4 separate regions of the Drosophila melanogaster genome follow, and regions 1, 2 and 3 are each linked to region 4. A link is a contact called in public Hi-C and targeted proximity ligation data. All regions are on one chromosome and are shown on one strand. The core of a region is the stretch at or near the end of the contact, and the rest is flanking DNA. Distances in the headings are between cores, read along the strand shown.

What was found. A called contact is a pair of places that touch in the nucleus more often than the background predicts.
Region 1: a contact with region 4 is called in a targeted proximity ligation map of the S2 cell line, with 7 times the contacts expected there. A contact is called at or near these places in 30 of 107 Hi-C or Micro-C datasets (the D17-c3 cell line, the Kc167 cell line, the ML-DmBG3-c2 cell line and 15 more) and 6 of 7 datasets of targeted methods (the Kc167 cell line and the S2 cell line).
Region 2: a contact with region 4 is called in a Hi-C map of the Kc167 cell line, with 2.3 times the contacts expected there. A contact is called at or near these places in 14 of 107 Hi-C or Micro-C datasets (the Clone 8 cell line, the D17-c3 cell line, the Kc167 cell line and 4 more) and 2 of 7 datasets of targeted methods (both in the Kc167 cell line).
Region 3: a contact with region 4 is called in a targeted proximity ligation map of the Kc167 cell line, with 3 times the contacts expected there.

What each region holds. Positions count from the first base shown.
Region 1 is chr3R:19,804,904-19,807,810 of dm6, forward strand. All of the region lies in intron 2 of bnl (branchless), which reads right to left. Among named protein-coding and RNA genes, the nearest start is that of tRNA:Thr-AGT-1-7, 3.7 kb to the left of the region's middle.
Region 2 is chr3R:19,835,358-19,838,379 of dm6, forward strand. It overlaps bnl (branchless), which reads right to left and starts at 1,460. Exons shown (of 5, transcript NM_169874.1): 1 at 905-1,460.
Region 3 is chr3R:19,889,032-19,892,116 of dm6, forward strand. CG4733 reads left to right here and starts at 1,658. Exons shown (of 9, transcript NM_001260269.2): 1 at 1,658-2,223.
Region 4 is chr3R:19,669,855-19,673,025 of dm6, forward strand. It overlaps Naam (Nicotinamide amidase), which reads left to right and starts at 1,596. Exons shown (of 7, transcript NM_169872.2): 1 at 1,596-1,889. CG7432 reads left to right here. Exons shown (of 7, transcript NM_142568.3): 4 at 10-120; 5 at 174-486; 6 at 547-646; 7 at 708-973. The coding sequence ends at 766. tRNA:Val-CAC-2-5 (transfer RNA:Valine-CAC 2-5) reads right to left here and starts at 2,495; the gene lies at 2,423-2,495.

The DNA of each region.
Region 1 (2,907 bases), core at 213-2,712, 130 kb after region 4:
GGTCTATAAGGGGCTTCATATCAATAAGCTACCCATCTGGGCCCAATTCATTAATGAAAAATGAATGGGGCTATTGAGAATGCCTTCATTTGATTAAAATAGACTAATAATGTGTAAAGTATGGGCAGTTCCACATCGAAATGCATTGTCTAATCGAGTGGCCTGGCCCACCAAAGGAGAGCCCTAAAACTAAAGCCGATTAGGTAAAAGTTTCCCAGTGAAAGTTTACGACATTTGAATAACACCGAAATGTGCGTTCTTACAAATTAATACAAGCTGGGAAAAACAAACGAAAAATTATGTTAAAATTGTAAGCGGAAAAAAAGTTGTAAAATCTAAAAACAAACATATGTAAAATATGTCGGAAAAAATAACTTGAGCAAGATGTTAAAAACCGTAAAATGTTTTTCATGGGCCGAAAAAACAAGCTGGACCACGCCCCCACCCCGCCCCAAAGTGCGTGACCAGTGACAGGCCAATTTCGGAGGCGCACGCTGAGATCCCCGTTCTCCGGTCCGAGTTCCCATTCCAGGTTGTGTTTTTCCGCATTTTCTGATGTGGATGTTGTGGCCGCGGCTTTTTCTTGTCCACTAAACAACCAGTTGGAGTGGAAATGAAATATGTAGATGAGTCTTTAATTAATTTGAGACACGACAAGACAAGTGGCGTCGTCTGTGGCTGCGTCTGCGACAGCGCTGTCTGCCCCAACCGCCGCCTCCGGTCGCTCCACCTGCTGCTCAGCTCTCCACCGATCCCCGCCAGAATCTCGCCTTTCGGACCAGGAATCTAGTCTAGATGCGAGTTGGAGGAGGTACCTGCTCTTTGGCAGGTGTTGAGTCATTTGGTTGACTGGCCATTAGAGTCCCCATTGATCATTGATCGAGTGGCACGAGGCGGTCGAGACTATGGCATTGATGATGATCATCAATGATGATCACTGGATGATTTTGACTGGTGTATTAACTAATCTTTCCAGCAATTATCGTTTCACTATCAGATCGAGTTGTAAAGTTTCCGTTTTCAAACCACTAGTTTCGTATATTATAGTATATAATCAAAAGAGTGTTATTAGAGCATCTTCTGGCCTCCGTTTCATGGTCACACACTGGGATCCAGCAGGGAACCGTACGTGAAACTATCTGCCTGCTCTGCCTTAGATCTCTGACCTCTGTGCCAAATATTTGCATTTGCCATTAAGTCGGTCATAAATTTTAGACCCGAGCAGCAGTCGTCTACTAAAGCCCGTTTCGCTCCAATGCGATTCTGTGTCAGTTGGCGAAAAGAGAGTGGGAGTCGGCGGTTGTCAACATTGTCGCCGTGGCCGAGAGATAAGCGTTATGACATTATCAGGCCGGAGGTCCAGACTTAAAACCCAGCCGAGCGGGCGTGTCCAAACCGCCCACCATATGATTCGCCCTCACCCGTTGGCAAATGACAAGAGAGTCGCATTGTACGAGAAACTGGGCATCCATACGTACTTTTCTATCGCTGGAGGCGTAAGTGGTGCGAGTTTACGACCCTTTTGCACACAGAATCAATCATTCGAATTCCCAGAATGATCCTAAGCCATTTTGACTATCTGCTAGCGGTGCCACAACGGCCTATCACGAATCAATTAGCCGAGACGAGATGGGGAGAAACATACATTTTGTAAGATACGCTTGGCTGTGCTGATTTATGCAATCCAACAAATGGAAACTCTAATTATTCGACAGACATGCGGAGCGAGGAAAATCAAACTTAAACTGTTATAAGTCGCATATATATTATTTAGCTGGCGTTGCCTGTCAAAGCCGTGGTTGTCAAATTGTTAACCGTTGTTAGTTGTTGCTTGTCGGACGTTGAGGCCAAGTTGCCCGGCCTGTCAGCCGGTGTTCCACTCTTCCAGTGTCTGGTTAGACGGCATTTTTTGCAGGCAACAGCCACAAAAACAGAAGTCCATAAAACATTTTTAGCATGTGCAGACTGGCGGCTTTTAAAATTATTCACTCCGCGACCGAGGCGACAGATGCGGGCTGATGATCTGGTCGTGTCAATGGTTTGAGGTATTCCCATTTTATGGTTCCATGGATGATGGTGCATCGAGCACTGAGAGTTTGAAGGAGTACATTATTTGGGCGCAAGAATAATATGATGATTGATAGATATGATGATTGAGCGATTGAGAAAACCAATTATTATACATATGTAAAAATATCGAAATAATATTTTAATAATAGTATTTTGCTCTTTTCTAGTCAAAGGACCACATAAAACAGTGTATTTTTCCCTTAAATTATTCCCCTATCTTGAAAAATCAATCAACAATGTATCTACTATCTACTATTAAGTTCCCGAGCAAAGAAGTCTCTAACCCAGCCGTGACCAGATAAATTAAGACGCAGTCAAAGTTCAAAGAGTTTTCCCCCATCGACGACATTTGACATGGCAAACGATTAGTTAGTTCCCGCTCGCTGACACACATATTATCATTGTGCAGTTCCCCAAAATATACATACATATATACATTTGTAGTCAGCCAATTCGGAAATCTCAAAACTGGAGCGTAGCAAATGCGGCAAAGTTCCGCAGCCAAACTGTCGCCTGTCAACTTGGGAGGATTGGAAATCGGGAGTGGAAATGGGACTGAAAATGGGCCTGGGAGCTGGTTTTTGTGTATTTTTAGCTGTCACCAGCCCTCGGAGACATTTGACATGAGAAATAACATTTCAATTAGTTGATCCAATGCTCGATTTAAGGCAAATTGCCACTAAGGAGAGGAGTTCCAAAAAAAAAAAAAAACAGTCCCAAAAGGGAGCGAATGGGAATGCGGATGGTTAACAGCGCAGCGAATAGCTAATGCCTCCTCAAATGTTGAATCCCAGATACATTTGCATCTGATCCAGATAGCACGTGCTAATGTGTGGG
Region 2 (3,022 bases), core at 210-2,709, 170 kb after region 4:
TTTGCAAATAGAGATACGCACAATTCGCATATACGCAGATACAGATACATTTCAAGACGGCGATAAAGATTCGCAAATGTATATGCGTTTTGCAAAAAAAAAAACTATAAATAATCCCAAAGATCGTGTGCTTAAATTTATATGAATTTCGCTTTCATAGAGTGGGTTCTCCTAAGGTCGTTTGCTTTCACCGGTTGGCAAAAAAAAACATTTTGCTACATTTTGTTTGCTTTACCAATTGTTTATTTGGGGCAGATAAACGCGGAAAAGTACTTGGAAAAACTAGGCTGCAAATCAAATTTAATTCGCTTATACCTAAATGCAATCAGATTACGTTTTAAGTGAATATCATTCTGCACAGGTATTGATCAATCAAATCAAATATGAACTAAATTATTTCAATTAGCATGCCACTAATATAAATTAAGTTTTTGCCCATTTGCTTTAGCTTGCTATTTGTTTGTTGAAATCAATTTATTTCGTTTTTATACATATTGCTATTTAATTACTTTCCCTCGTGGGTCATTTAAATACACTTATTACTCGGCCCGCTGCCAAGTGGAAAATGTTTTAAATTTATTTTGAAAGTTACCAAACAAATTGCCACATTTCAACGTATTCAAAATATTTTATTTAAATGCCCAACATTGCGCGACCAAAGAACACTGAAACTCTTTATAAATTTTAGTATTTCAAAACATCAAATCTAATAATACAGAAAAACATATATTTTTTCCGTTCGGCAAACTTGAAACTTTCAATAATTTTAGGCTTGCTTTTGCTAAGCTCCAAAGACCGAAATCCAATGAAATATTTTGCAACATTCGAACAAATACTTGGAGGAACAACAAACTTATTAAAAAAAAGAACTTATGTAACAGCGTTGAAACAGAAAATTACGCACCTAGGTTTTATGTTTGTTTGCTTTTTTTTCAGTTTTACGATTCTTTTTTTGGACGCGTTGTATTCTTCGTTGATTTTCAGAGAGTTGCACTTTGCACACTTTAAAACTTACGGCAACAACAATTCAACATTTTCATAATTTTTTTCTTATATTCCTTTTTCAAACACAGCACAAATCATATATATATATTTATTTTTTTATATATTTTCCGATCTTCGAATTGCTCGCATCTAAACGATTTTTTTTTTTTATTGCGGGCTTTTCAAATTGTAACGACTCTCTTGGATTGCGAAACGAACATTCGTGTTTCAAATTTCCTATCCGCCGAGATTATTGTTTCGATCTCCTTTGAAAACGATTGCACACAAAACCGGAACATCGAGTACGTTAAAACGGAGCGATTACGGACGCGATCACGATGATGGGGTTACGATTAGAGATGGTTAGGATGTGCCAGATGGATCGGATCGGATCGAATGGTAGGTCTGAAAAATTCGAAAACGCTGCGGATGCGGATAAGCGGACTTCGAGTGCTACTGCGACTGCGGACGCTCCGCTCACTGTGTGTTCCCCAAGCGTGCTAGTCAGAGACTGAAGCCATGAGCAAAAAGACCCTGTCGATGAGGCGACGCTTCGTGCGTTCACGCCGAGCACGTTTGCGACGGAACGAGCACGAGAGAGAGAGTGCGATGCGGTGCGGTTCGGCGGGAGGGAGACGGAGAGAGTGAGAGCAAGTAGTGGGCGAGTAAGGTAAACGCCAAGAATGGTGGTCGGTGGTCAGCTGTAGTGAATGGTGGTCGGTCGGTTCCCTAGGTGTGATATGGGGTTTATCTGTTATTCCCAATTCATCCTTCCGATCTGACGAAACTGCGGCTCAAGTGATTGAAACGCTGCCAACTCGTTGATTCATCATACATTAGCGTCAGAATCAAAAACACCGTTATAAAAGATTTGTATTTCGTTCGTTGCTAATTTATACTTTGTAGCTGAATAAATTATAAATTTTAATGAGTGGTTAAAAACTACTGTGTTACTAGCTCAACATTGTACTCAAACATTAAATGCAAAATATGAATCAATTTTTTTTTATTTTTTGTGTACTTATTTGTTGTATTTAGAAAATTATTTTTGGATTTTAAGTAAAACAAACAAATTCTGTTAGTGTTTGGGGTGGTTAACTGTAGTCATCTTAATCATTTATGAAGCCTACTTTTTCTTACTCTAAATATCTTAAACGGTTACATGGTAACTATCTAACCGAAAATTCTGAAATTTTTTGGGCCACAATGTAGGCTACAAGGTGTTATCTGTCACTAGAAAAACAACTTTCGAACATAAAGCTCAACTAAAATGTTCTATATATAAAAAAAAAAATATATATATATATATATATAAAATACAGTAGTCTACTAATTTTTGTTAGAGTTCTGTCACTATAATGAGCCCCCTAAGTCGACGGCGACAAATCACGTGACGGTTTTCAAACAGACATTGTGAAAGGGAGAGATTGCAGTTGCTTTTTGTTTTTGATTGGATTGCGTTTGGTGGCGGTTGTGCTTTTTGGCGCGTAGACCTTTTCCAGTGCTTTTGACGTATTTCGCCAGGTAGCGTGGACTTGCACAAATACCAATTAACTAACAACACAAAGTGCAACAACAAGCGTCACCCAGTACCCTTTATTATTCGGCTAAACATTGCCAGTGAATCAGTCGCGTGGGAAAGCCAACTCACGATAGGTGCTAATCGCATCGTTGTATTCGCACTGATAAGGTTTGAACTTTGACCAACTCATTTGCCTGTGGCTGCAATAAACCACAAAACCTATTTCTGACCAACCGAAATTTTTGCTAATTTTAGATGTTGACCAAAATTTAGCCCCAAAAATACTGTCACACGGCAAATTTAAAAGTTAAGGCAGCTATGCGCGAATTTCGTTGAATACAAGTTTATCTTATCTATTTAGAAGGCGCTTATAAAAAATCACATGGTGCAGATACCCATATGTGTGTATGAATGAACTTCAACTTGACACTACAGAAATTGCAGAAATATTCCGGGGTAGTCGCCTACGTCATTCTTGATGACAGCGTCATTCAGTGGGTGGGTGTTGCCGGTGGA
Region 3 (3,085 bases), core at 408-2,907, 220 kb after region 4:
TCTTTCGGTTTAAATCAATTACACACCGCAAAACAATACAAAAAAAGCGCAGGTAATAAATATTCATATAAAGTTAGCCAGCGCAAAAAACTAACAAAAATACCGAGGCGCAAAACCGGAAGCTGCGCTCATATCGCCATTATCATTACCATCAATTTGATCATCATGATCATTATATTGGCGTCATCGTTAGCCGCACTTGCGGTTCCCATACTTACGTATTTACCTACAGTTCTGTGTATGCATATATACAAATAATCTGGGTATAAACCATGAATCGCATTTCAATTTATTCGGCATTTTCGGGTTTCGCTAAACAACAAAAGTCCCCCGCCCACCTGCTAGATGGCCCAAACATAAAAGCCAAGTAACGAAATGGGTATAGCAACAACAGAGACATATGGACAAGCCAACTTGCAACAAACATTGCGATGTGAAGTGGAAGAAGGCCGCCGAAGGCGGGGAAGAAGACGATCATTTAGCATTAGCAAATAAGCGAGATAAACGCTGCGATCCGTAGACGTTGTTATTGTTGGGGAATTTGTTGTTTTCCTGCTCAATGAGGCGGGCAAATTTGAAACTAGAGAGGCAGAACCAAACTTACCCGGCACTTTGAATGCCCTTCTCTGTAATATTTAATACGACAATAATACATTTATGTTGATCGTGTATTGATAACGATAAAGATTTGAGTTCGGGGTGTATGTACCTGAAAGTATGCTCTGTATATTTCACGAATTTAATAAGTAAGTAAAGTATAAGTAAGTATAATATAATATGCTTATAATATAATATTATTATTATATTCAAATAATAGCGTTTTATTATAATACCTGGTATTTACGTGACATGTCCAAACTTCTCAAACGAACCGTGACACCCTGGCTCCAGGGCACAGTGTATAATTAACAAACACCTATGATTTGATTTTTGTATTTTTATGTTCGACAATGGATTCGCGCTCGCCAGTGTGAGTGACGCGTGTGTGAGTGTGCGTGTGAGTGGGTAAACGGCGGCAAGTGTTCTGCCGACGTCGCTGCCGCTGCGCCGTCGTGTGGGGGTAGGTGAGAGCGCAGAGAGAGAGAGCGAGAGGATGATGGAGCGGCTGCTCAAAGAACGCCAAAGTAATGGATCTTTTCGGGCGCCGCTCTCCTACTCTCTCACTGCTGCTGAGCTGTACTTTTAGCTCTTTTATAGCTTTTAATTAAAACTGAATGTAATATAACAATTATAGACATTGTTCGTTATATTTTTTTGTTTATTTAATTATTTTTTAGAATAGTAAAATTTTACTAATTACTTAAAAAATTTTTAAAATAGCTTTCTCTATGATATAAATATCTCTTCCAACAAAAAAACCATTGGTGTATATATTATATAATGCCTTTTTCCCAAGCAAATTATATTCCACATATAACGTTAAATTAAGGGAAAATTGTATTTTTACACCCAAAACCTTGAACCCTGCGGTCCAGTATTGCCGCTCCCTTCGAAATGAGCTTAATCCGATCTGGCGGATTTCCCAGCCGATTAGTCAGCGTCTTTTTCCGTCGATCGGCTCAGCTCTGATTCGATCGCAGGTCGCTCGTGTGTGGGAGCGCTCGTTCTTGGGGGCTGCTGGTGTCATTAGCGTAGTTGCAGCGGCAGTAGGAGCAGCAGCAGCCGCAGCAGCAGCAACAGCTGAGATCACCGCGTAGCACTCTCGCTCATCCGCTCCGTTGGCTCGTCGTCTCTGCGGACCGACCGATCGCTCGCAGAACGGAGGCTGATGTTATTTTCAGCGGCCGAAGATTTACAGTAACAACACGGACCTTAGCAGCATCGCCTGCACCGCTAGTCGCTCGGATATACGACGGTTTTCCGATTTCGGACTCGGATTTTCAGATCTGTGGATTCTGTGTTCTATTCTGCTCTGTTTTCGGTTCTGTTTGCTGTTAATTTTAGACTCGCCAAGCGGAAGCTTGCCAGAGTTTTCCAAAATATCCCGCTGCCTCGTGTGTTTTCCCCCGTTTGTTAATATTTCGCGCATTTCGCCAAAAGAAGAGCGCACGGCAAAAATGTCGTGCCGCGAAAATTTCGATTAACCTCTGGTCGGTTTCGCTTTCGGTTCGGCTTGGTTAATTAATTAATGACGGAATCTCTCGGTGTCGCCGTTGTTCTCAGCACGCGCCCTCCGGGCCCAAATGCAATCATTAATAAAGGCAGACAAATATCAAACTATATGTACGTCATGCACCACCATACACCCCACCAGCCACACACATACACACACAAGTGCACTCTGGCTCGTAAAGTGTATGTAAAGTGCATTGGGCCAGTGTGCGTGCACGTGTGTCTGTGAGCGGCAACTACTTCGAAATTTATTTTCGAATAAATAGTACAAAGTTGAAGAAGCAGCAGCCGCAGTCGCAAACGCAACGCAGCTCCCGGTTTCATCTCGTCCCCGTTCCCAACCCCAACCCATTCCCGTTCCTATCCCATTGGAACCCCACGTAAAAACGGCGAAATAGTACAACCAACAGCTGAGGTCAAGACAATAGCATCGCTAAATGGATTTGCAAACGCCTTTCCTCATTGCAGATCTATTTAGAAACTTTGTTTTGCACAATGTTTCTGCGTTTTATTATGCACCTCATATGACAGTGACTAAAATTGAAAACGAAACGACTTATCAGAGTTTTTGTAAAAAAAAAACTGACTCAATATAAGTAAATTTGTAGGTCAGTTTCGTACGTCAATGTGTATTCCAAGTCAACAAAATAACTTTTATGACGCTAATTCTCAATGAGACATTTTGTAATTAAGAGTTATCCAAACGAAACTTTTTTTAAACGTTTTTTAAATAAATAAAATTTTTTATTTTATTAAATTTATTTTATTTAAAATTTATTAGTTGGCTTAGATAATATTAAAATGGTTTTCTAATAATCGCAGATTTTGCACTTATTTCAAAACTTCATATTTTGTTTTATTAAACATCCGATTACTTAGTGAAAACTTTTATAAGATCACTTGGTGCTAAAATTTTGACCGCTCTTGTCTATTTCTTACGCATGCACAGTGGGATCCCACTTATTTTTGACCC
Region 4 (3,171 bases), core at 346-2,845:
TTCTTCTAGATTTGCTGCTCGACAGTTTACGGTTCGCTTGGGTGACATCGATCTGTCAACGGATGCGGAACCCTCTGATCCCGTGACCTTCGCCGTCAAGGAAGTGCGCACCCATGAGCGGTAGGTTATGGACCTCCTAATGTGAATAGTATTGGTAACGTGTGTATCCTCAGATTCTCCCGCATTGGATTCTACAATGACATTGCCATCCTTGTTTTGGATAAGCCCGTGAGGAAATCAAAGTATGTAATCCCTGTCTGCCTGCCAAAGGGAATCAGGATGCCGCCCAAGGAACGGCTTCCCGGACGTAGAGCCACCGTTGTGGGCTGGGGCACCACCTACTACGGTGGTAAGGAGTCCACCAGCCAACGACAGGCGGAACTGCCCATTTGGCGGAATGAGGATTGCGACCGCAGTTACTTCCAGCCTATCAACGAGAACTTCATCTGCGCAGGATACTCCGATGGCGGAGTGGATGCTTGTCAGGTGAGTTAATAAAGGAGTTTCCATTCATAGAGGATCAAAACTAATTTAACCGTTTTGCAGGGCGATTCTGGCGGTCCTTTGATGATGCGATATGATTCCCACTGGGTTCAACTGGGAGTGGTGTCCTTTGGCAACAAGTGTGGTGAGCCGGGATATCCAGGTATGTTGCGCTACAGAAACATTACTTTAAAGAGCATTTACTAATTTTTATGCCCATCCAGGTGTCTATACTCGAGTCACTGAATACCTTGACTGGATACGCGATCACACGAGGGATTAATCGCATTCCCGTTCCACCGATCCACCTTAGCAGTAACTATAGCCTAGGTTTAGGTACGCACTAGTCTATGTACTCTTAATGAACTTCCCCTCCTGATCAATGGAGTGTACTATTTATTAACCGCATCCCATCGCCATGATGATTGGCATTTGTTGACTAAATTAATATATATATTATATTTAATTTTGATAAATAAAATGTGTAAACAAAATATAGAGTGTTTCAAGACACCGGAAATTCGTAGATATAATATTTTGGTATTTCAAGCTGCTGCTTACTTACTAATTACTGTGACTTACTAATTAACTGTGTCTTGCTAACTAGTAATACATCCTATTAGCAGCTAGCATTCCCTAGCAAGATTTTCTTAAATGATAGCCTGAATTTATATGGTATATGGTGATTTTAAAATCATTTTCCATATATGGTCATATGCTCTGCAGCAGTAGGAGAAAATTCGCTGTATTGTAGTGGTTGAAATCGTAAAATGATCTTACGCAATCAAAAGCCAATGATCCAAAGCTAATTGACTTTGGATAAAACAATAGTAATCGTTTCAGTTTATATGAATCGAAGCGTGGGAGCGGCAAACAATTATTTACAGTTTGTAACTTTTGGAATTACGAGTGTCAATGAAATAAAGTGGGGGGATTTAATTCTATAATTTCGATAGCTATGCCCCTTTGTTCAGACATTCTGGAAACTATCAATGGGGAAGTGACTAAATGATAGATAAGTTTCATTCATTATTATTTATCACTTACTGGGAACTACTTGGTAAACAAACGTGAGCAATTGCATAAGGCTTTTTTCTCGATGCCGGTTCTCTCAGTTGGCATTAAGCTTTCACAGCTGACGGACGCGAATTGTTCCCTCCAACCGGCGAGTTCTTTAAGTTTCTCGGGAATGTTTGTATTATCTCAAAAAATTGACTACATCAACGAATTCTAAGTGGTATAATTACAGTTTGTGCTTGCTGTGAAGATTTACAGCTCGAATAAATCATAATATTGTACAATTAACGCTGATAATCACGAATTTGACATTGCTACCACATTCGGTGCGTGGACTCTGAAAGCTCTGAGTGTTTTGTTTATGCAAAGCTTTTTTGGACTATCGCGTGGTAAGTAGCCGAAAGAGAAAGCTCTCTTATACGGAAGATGAAGAGTGTGATTCATGAAAATGTATAAGAACGCGGGTCCAAAAAGTCAAGGGAGTTCTAGTGAAATGAAAAGTTCCAAAGGTTTTGAAATCGTTTTATTTTCTCGTTCGTATAATTATTGGGTGTCGATCTTTGTTGGGCAGTGTAAAGCACAAACTTTGAGCTTCATCATACATATCATATGTAAAGCCGGGACGAAAGCTTATGATTCTGTTAAGTGTCCGCCCAAGATAACATTTCTCCAGCCCTTCAAATCTTCAAATAAATACGGCTTAAGGCGAGCAAATTTGTAAATCAAATGATTTGTTAAATAAACATTATATGTATTTTATCATGCCAGGTTAGAACACATTGTGCTGATGCAAATAAAATTCCAATTAAACGCCCCTGAATGGGAAGATGACGCATCTTTAATGTGAATATTATGTTAAATTTAATATTATCGCAAAATAACTATAATAATGAAATAAAAAAAGACAAAAAACTATTTCGACTGTTCCCGCCCGGGTTCGAACCGGGGACCTTGTGCGTGTGAAGCACACGTGATAACCGCTACACTACGGAAACTCTTAAGAGATGGCCGGTTAAGGCCAGCCAGAGGCAAACCAATGAAAATGGAATTATGTTTCTATTTTTAGCCTGACGTGATTAGTTTATCTCAATGTTTCAGGTAATAAAAATTGAAAAGATTTACGGAGAAAGTTATAGTACGTTTATGAGAAGAAAGGTTAAATACCTTTGGATCGTGAGTTTGTGCCATCTTAGAATAACATTGGCCCCGGCTTGGCAGCAACAATGAAAACCCATTTCTTCGCCTTGTCATTCCGCTCTTAATTAGCCTTTATTTGTCCCCTCTTCACGGAGCCCCACAATTGGCCGGCATTTGTGCTTGTGAATAGAAGGGCCTGGGAAAGGGGCAAGGTAAGGCAAGGCATTCATGGCATGCCTGAAACACGCTGACCAGATTACCAACCAGAGCGCCAAGGGGCCAGGAGCGAAGCACACTGTGGGTGGGGTGCTCCGATGGCCCACCTTTAAATAAATTCGAGCACGCTGATCCTTGATTAAAATTCCTATTGTCTGCTTTGGTCCTGCCAAGATTTCCTCCCCTTTCAGGCTTTCAGGACTCCGCTTTTGTGCGGCGCCGTGAACGTAATTAATATGCAGGCCAGAACGGACTCTAACTGCTCTCTGGCACTCGTTATAATTACGCATTTAAATTGGCACAAAGGTTGAGGCCAGA